Regions from separate parts of the Mus musculus genome. Here region 2 is linked to region 1. Evidence: chromatin contacts called from public Hi-C data. All regions are on one chromosome and are shown on one strand. Each heading gives the region's core, a stretch centred on a gene start, on an enhancer-like site or on the middle of the called end of the contact. The rest is flanking DNA. Distances are from core to core; before and after follow the strand shown.

Evidence for each region. A called contact is a pair of places that touch in the nucleus more often than the background predicts.
Region 2: a contact with region 1 is called in a Hi-C map of regulatory T cells, with 2.9 times the contacts expected there. The contact joins two enhancer-like sites. A contact is called at or near these places in 5 of 39 promoter capture datasets (the C10 cell line, the HPC-7 cell line, liver and 2 more), 3 of 15 datasets of contacts at CTCF or cohesin (the NIH/3T3 cell line, large pre-B cells and pro-B cells), 36 of 484 Hi-C or Micro-C datasets (B cells, the Ba/F3 cell line, the C10 cell line and 21 more), 5 of 115 datasets of contacts at active chromatin or transcription factors (Th17 cells, embryonic stem cells and thymic regulatory T cells) and 3 of 9 other capture datasets (adipose tissue, embryonic stem cells and liver).

What each region holds. Positions count from the first base shown.
Region 1 is chr3:135,512,009-135,515,400 of GRCm38.p6, reverse strand. The region is part of intron 4 of Manba (mannosidase, beta A, lysosomal); the gene reads right to left. Among named protein-coding and RNA genes, the nearest start is that of Manba, 28 kb to the right of the region's middle. Within about 2 kb of position 1,915, at least 43 of the 459 cell types and tissues checked have an H3K27ac peak or open chromatin away from gene starts, as enhancers often do. A contact at or near this core is called in CD8 T cells, Th17 cells and regulatory T cells, where this site is marked.
Region 2 is chr3:135,729,416-135,732,807 of GRCm38.p6, reverse strand. No RefSeq gene overlaps it. Among named protein-coding and RNA genes, the nearest start is that of Nfkb1, 40 kb to the right of the region's middle. Within about 2 kb of position 1,772, at least 57 of the 459 cell types and tissues checked have an H3K27ac peak or open chromatin away from gene starts, as enhancers often do. A contact at or near this core is called in CD8 T cells, Th17 cells and regulatory T cells, where this site is marked.

The DNA.
Region 1 (3,392 bases), core at 666-3,165:
GCACTGCTCTCACCCAAGAATGGCTTCCTTCACTTTGTATTTATGTCAGAAGAAGATAAGTACGTTTCTACTACAGAGAAAAATGAAAGTGTGCCTCTCACCCCTCACCAAGGAAACTTGTCTTTTGCAGCAGACAGAGACCACCTCAGAAAACTACAACTAGTCAAAATACAGAGATCACCAGAATTCCCAGGCACAATGAGGACAGCCACAGCACGGCTCCTGCACCCGGGCCCAGGAGATATTAAGGAAGAGGTGGTGGCCAATTTGAAAGAGCCGGAAGATCTGCAAGTCTGCTGGGACTGCTGGGACCCCCGTACCCATGAAACCTCAACAGTGACAATATGGCTCCCTAAACAAGACCCGGACAATGAAAGACCAAATGAGTGGGGACATTTTCACAGGGTCCTACCCCTAAGCAAAAGACAACCGCCTTCAAGTGACTGTGGAGAGAGGGAGGATTCACTTTCCCAGGAAGGGGTCCCTGAGTGGTTATCCCTGACATCATGTACACAAAAGCAACAGACTCATCAGGCCAGGCAGTGGTGGCACACGCCTTTAATCCCAGCACTTGGAAGGCAGAGGCAGGTGCATCTCTGAGTTCGAGGCCAGCCTGGTCTACAGAGTGAGTTCCAGGACAGCCAGGGCTACACAGAGAAACCCGTCTTAAAAAACAAACAAACAAACAAACAAAGATTGAGCTATACAGGCAAGAAAGCAGGGCATTTTCTTAATTAGTGATTATGTGAGCCGGCCCAGCCCATTGTGGGCAGTTCCATCCCTGGGCTTGTGGTCCTGGGTTCTACAAAAAAACAGGTTGAGCAAGCCATGAGGAGCAAGCCAATAAGCAGCACCCTCCACAGCCTCTGCATCCGCTCCTGCCTCCCACCCTGCTTGGATTCCTGCCCTCACTGCTTTTGATGATGAACTGTTACATGGGACTGTGAGTAAAATCAACCCCTCCCTCCCCAGGATGGTTGTGGTCACGGTGTTTCATTGCAGCAATGATAACCCCAGGTAAGACAGCAGCAAGGAGAGAACAAAATATTCAACACCACACCAAGCTTCAGATCACTTAATTCCCTCAGCCAACGAGGATGTTCGTTCACTGATTCAGAAAGTACCTGTGACGCCCTGTGACTCGGGCTGGGGTACATCAACGCACAGCGCTGGAACACAAAAACTTTTAAGCTGAGGATGTGGCTCAGCAGGGGAGCGCTTGCTTCTATACACAAGGCCCCAGGTTTCATACACAGGACCAAACAGTCAGGCATCTCTCGCAAGGAAGCCTCTTTCTTCCACCTTGAGTTAGGGAAAGGAAGTGGAAGGCCTCTATCAGAGGAAATGCTTGTGCAAATGTCATCAGGATGCAGCCTGCTCCAACGGGAGGAGGTGGGGCGAAGACTGAGCTAGGAGCTTGGGACATTAGCCTCCTGATGGTGCCAAGCTGTTGAAAGATAAAAATTATGAACTTTGAAAAGCATATCTAGTCTTATCAGCCCCTACCTCAGTACATATGGACGCAGAAGTCCCAGTTTCTGTTTTAAGGATAGGGATGCTGGGGGCATTTTTGTCCGAAGAGACCATGCCAACTGCTCCGTGGATAATTACTTGAAAGAAGGCAAATGGAGTTGTGGGAATACCGGCTAGGTGACTAGGGCAACGTGCTGTGCAAGAAGTGACTGGACCCAGAGGCAAAGAATAAAGGTTGTCTTGGAAATTGGCAGGAACTAGAATGTGGGATCCAGTTGGAGTAAACAGATCACTGATGGCGTGCCCTTGAGGGTACACCCTATCTCAGTCACTCCCTCCGTATCCCTCTGCTTCCGGGGCGCCACGAGGTAAGCAGCTTTGTCCCGCACTCCCTTCTACCTTGCTGTTCCACCTCACCACAGGCGCAGAGCCAGAGAGCAAGGACTGAGTACCTTTGAAACTGAAAATCAAAAGAGATGCTCCGCCAACCCCCAATCTGTACAACTCAGCGTGTTACCATGGTGATGAGAAGTGACGGACAAGAAGGGAGGAGGGAAGTAGAAAAGATAGAGGCGACTAATGTGCTGAGCAGAGGAGGAAGCAGAGATGTAGAGACTTTAGAAGGGTCAAACACTTGATGAAGAAAGTAACATTTGCAAGCAGGACCAGTCCGAGAAGGGGGCGGGGGCGGGGAGGCGGGGCGGGGGAAGGCAGGGGAGAAGAAGAGTAACATTTTCTTCTTAAAAGCTAAAATGTCTTCCAGAACTTTGGAATCAGAGGCAGGAAGATCCCTGTGAGTTCAAAGCCAGCCTGGTCTATATGATGAGTTCTAGGCTAGCCGGGGCTACATAGTGAGCCACTGTCTCAAAAAACAGAAACAGAAACAGAAACCAACCAACCAAACCTAAATGTTACATACAGTTATAATACAATAATCATGCATTAGTATATGTTCAAGTACCGTAGAACAGAATAAGCCTCAAAGAAAAATCATCTGTGGATCATACCTTCCCATTCTATATTTTAAGGTTCTAGCAGTAAAATATGAGAATATCTCAGGAAAAAATTTTTTCTTTTTTTCTTTTTTTTTTTTTTTGTTTGTTTGTTTGGTGGTTGGGAGTGGGGGTGATAGGATGTTTCTCTATGTAGTTCTGGCTGTCCTGGAACTCACTCTGCAGATCAGGCTGGTCTCCAACTCACAGAGATCTACCTGCCTGTGCCTCCCAAGTACTAGAGCTAAAGTGTGCACCACCACACCCAGCTGAAAATATATTTCTTTCAAGCAGGTTGCTAGTCACAAGACTCACTAGTAAGTTTTCACGACTGGTAACAGCTTTGATAAATATCAATGCTATAAAATAACTTATAGAGATGGGACTGTCACGCAGTTGGAAGAATTATCTCAGGGCTCTGCCTAACATGCACAGAGCCTTGGGTTTCATCCTTAGGGCCTTATAAAAGCAAGCAAGATTGTGCATACCTTAAACTCAGCACTCTGTAGAGAGGTGGGGGATGGATTGGAAATTGGAGGTCATCCTTGGATACATAGCAAGTTTGAAACCCACCAGGGCTAGAGGAGTCCCTGCCCGAAAAAAATATAATAATTTATAAAGTCCTATTAGCAGCTCCCCATATTATTAATAATATTATTATTAGCAGTTGTTCATATAAGTAATCCCAAGGCTTGGGAGGCTAAAGCAGGAGACCGCCGCTTTTAACAACATAGTAAGTTCTAGGCTAACCTAGGATATAACATCAAGTTCTGTTATCCACAGTGTGTGTGTGTGTGTGTGTGTGTGTGTGTGAACCTAAATTCTAAAACACGCTCCAGGAAGAAAACCTAGAAGAATGAGAATCCACCACAAAAATTCAGAAAATCTTGTTTTCAAGCCTTCAAGTCTGCCAGCCACAACGCTGCA
Region 2 (3,392 bases), core at 523-3,022, 220 kb before region 1:
CCTCAAAGCCCCACCCCCCAGTGACCCACTTCATCCAACAATTCCATACCCACTCCAACAAAGCCACACCTCCTTATAGCACCACTCCCTATAAGCCTATAGGGGCCATTTTCATTCAAACCATCACCCTGTTCCAGTATCAGTAGTATCTAGATGGATTCACTATAATTACTTCTTCACCAAAAATATATTAGACATTATAGTAGACATCATAGGTGGGATGTGTTTCATCCTTAGGGTTAATAGATAGATAATACATATCATATTGATAATAATTTCCAAGTTACATTTGATGTTTAGATATGCATAGGGGTACAATTGTTTGAATTACTGTTGTGTTTATCCATCATTAATATATGTTGTGTGGATGGTTGGATAAGTGTGTACATGCCTGACACAGCAGGCAGGTAGAGATTGGAGAGTGATGCGCTGGAGTGGCTTCCTTCCACCGTGTGTGTGTGTGTGTGTGTTTGTGTGTGTGTGTGTGTGTGTGTGTGTGTGTGTGTGTGCTGGGTATCGACCTCACTCAGGTCAGGCTTGGTCGCTGTGTTTTTGAACATTGATTTATTTTATTCTTCTTTGGGTGGGAGAGAACGTAAGTTGATTACATCTGTTTCTGCTTGTTAGAGTAGATGGAGGACACTTCACTTGCCACTGTGACTGGCACCAACTTTGATGGGACTAAAATCAAACGAGACTTAAAGCATCCATAGAATAAATCAAGCATTCTTCCGTAAGTGATTCCCTTTTTTAATCTTTCTATTTTAGCGTTGTTGGGTTCCCCCCCCCCCCTTGGATCCATCGTCAGTCCCTCCGCCTTGAGTCCTCACCTCAGCCCAACGTCCTTCCTATGTGATAAGGTTTTTAACCAGATCAGGTGCACAGAAATAGAAGTTACCACCGCACTTTCTAAGCATGGTGAAGCCCTGTTATAAACTAGTCAATCTGGCTGGTCTAGTTGTTTTCCTTTCTTTGTGCGGGCGAGGTGTTGAGTCTTTGTATTGCGTATCTGTACACATGCTTTAAATTTTTTCTTCATGTTGAGATCGTTTGAGAAAAATGTGGGTGGGGCGAAAGAAGATTCTGCTCTAAACTATTTAAAACCTTAAATCTTCAAACCTCAGGAGATAAATACAAGGTATTTAAGACTCCCATGAGTCATAGACTAAGAAAAAAAAATCTTAACCTGGAAAGAAAGAAATAATGTTTTCACCACATCTAACAAGATGTTCTGAGCTGTGGCTTTAATGTACATGTCCACGGCGCCACCTAATGGCTGGATCAATCTTAAAACTATCTCTCAATACAGTTAACCAGGTAATTCTCGAAATTGGGCATGAGGTGGCGCTAGAGTTCTTCTTAGATGAGCTCTGAAAGCCTTTACAAAGCAAGCTCACATTCAAGGGCATCCACCAGGGCTACACAGAGAAATCCTGTCTCGAAAAACAAAAACAAAAATAAAAACATAGAAATCGCAACAAACCACAACCTTACCCTAAAGTCGTGAACATTCACTAACTTATCCCGTTTCCTTTTTATCATATTTTTTTATTTTTTATTTATTTTATTTTTATTTTTATTTTATATTTTATTTTACTACTTTATTCTGTTGATGAATAAAAATCTACCTTGAAATACAAATCCACAATGTGTCATTTAGGAGGTGACTCAGGTCCGTCACCTGAACCGTCTGTGTCCCCACAAGGGTGGGAATGCAACTGTCACTGTCACTGTCACTGTGTGAGTGAAGCCTTCCTTAGATTCCATTACAGAACGAGGTAAAGCGCTGAAGAGTGATAGCAGTAGTAATGGTGATTGACAGCTGGGCGTGTCCCCACTGAACACTGAATGAGTAAAGCCACACTTTCTAAGGGAAAGCAAAGGAGACTGACCGTGCATTCTGACCACCGACCAAAGCTGCACCATTTGTCCGCATAAAGCGATGGAGGGATGAGAAAAATGAAAGAAAGGAGAGAGCAGCATTATAAATAACTAATGTAAGCAAATACTGTTAGTCCTTCCAGCTCACAGATGGTGATGGATAGTTTCCAGAATATGGCTTGAATGTGGCTCTAGTGCCCAACTGATAGCTCCTTGGAATGTCCAAGTGTTGGTTGGTATTGTAATTCATTTAGACAGGGGGGGAGAAGGGGGAAAGGAAGGAAGGAAGGGAGGGAGGGAGGGAGGGAGGGAGGGAGGGAGGATAAATTTCTTCTCATCAGGGTCATTCTAAGACCCAGATTCCCAGAGTGACTGACCTCAGTGACTGCCACACCCTAAGAAACAATTCTTTCCACACTTCCAGCCCCTGCAAAGTCTCTACAATAAAAATGGCAAGTCATTTTAGCCACATAGAAAACATGATGCATGTGTTCGCTCGCTATATTCGGGAATCCAATTATACACTGTTTTCTGTGAGATGCAGCATGGCAATCATAAACCGTTTCCTTCTCAAATGAACACTCGTATCAGCATCTCCAGCTCACCCCACAGCAATGTTAGGGAGCAGTGGGTGGGAGGAAATGGGCGTCTGTTCCCCAACCGACCACTATTTAAAACCATGGCTTACACATTTGTGGATTGCTGAATGTGTGTTCACGATATAGTTTCACAGAGTGACTTTCAGATCTTGGAATTAACCCTTCTTGAGTTTAGCACACATAGGTAGACATGTACATATCCTGGAAATATAGATACCCCAAGGAGCATATGTCATAAACACTTTATGGCAAAGAACATCCCAGATAGCCAAAATGAAGGGCCTGGCTATCACTTCCTGTGAGTGCTCGGAGCGCTCTCTGGCTGCTTGTGCCATAGCCTCTGGGTAACAAGGAATGTTTGCAACTTCTTCAAGTCCAGGCTGCATCATCACAACAACCATTTTACTCACCGAGACAAAAAAATCAGATGTCAGCTATCTGCTTCATTGGCATATCAGGAAATAAAAAGCCATTGCCACTGTAAGAAACCCTGACCTGTTGAAATGCCTTGGAGGCGTGCCTCGGTGCTAATTAAAATAATAGACACTGTCACATGAGGCAGTTATTTTCCAGAAAACAGCTGACGTGTTCTGTGTTCAGCTTGGCAAAACTCCTGGCCAGTTTCGCAACAATGTTTATTCCAGGCTGAGATCATTTTAATAGGAAAAGGGGGGATAAAAAAGAAGGAAAAAGAAAGGAAGGATGGAAGAGACTGAGAAAGAGAGGGGAAGAAATCAGAGAGAGGAGAGATGGGGAGACAGTAAAGAGGGAGGGAGGAAGAAAGAATTCTTAGGTAATTGAAAAGCGTTTCACGGTGTCTTTCAACATTATCATCAGACACCCTCCCAATCCTGTAATGAATTTTTCCAAATTACAGAGATGATGTATTTTTACGAGAGATTATGAATATAA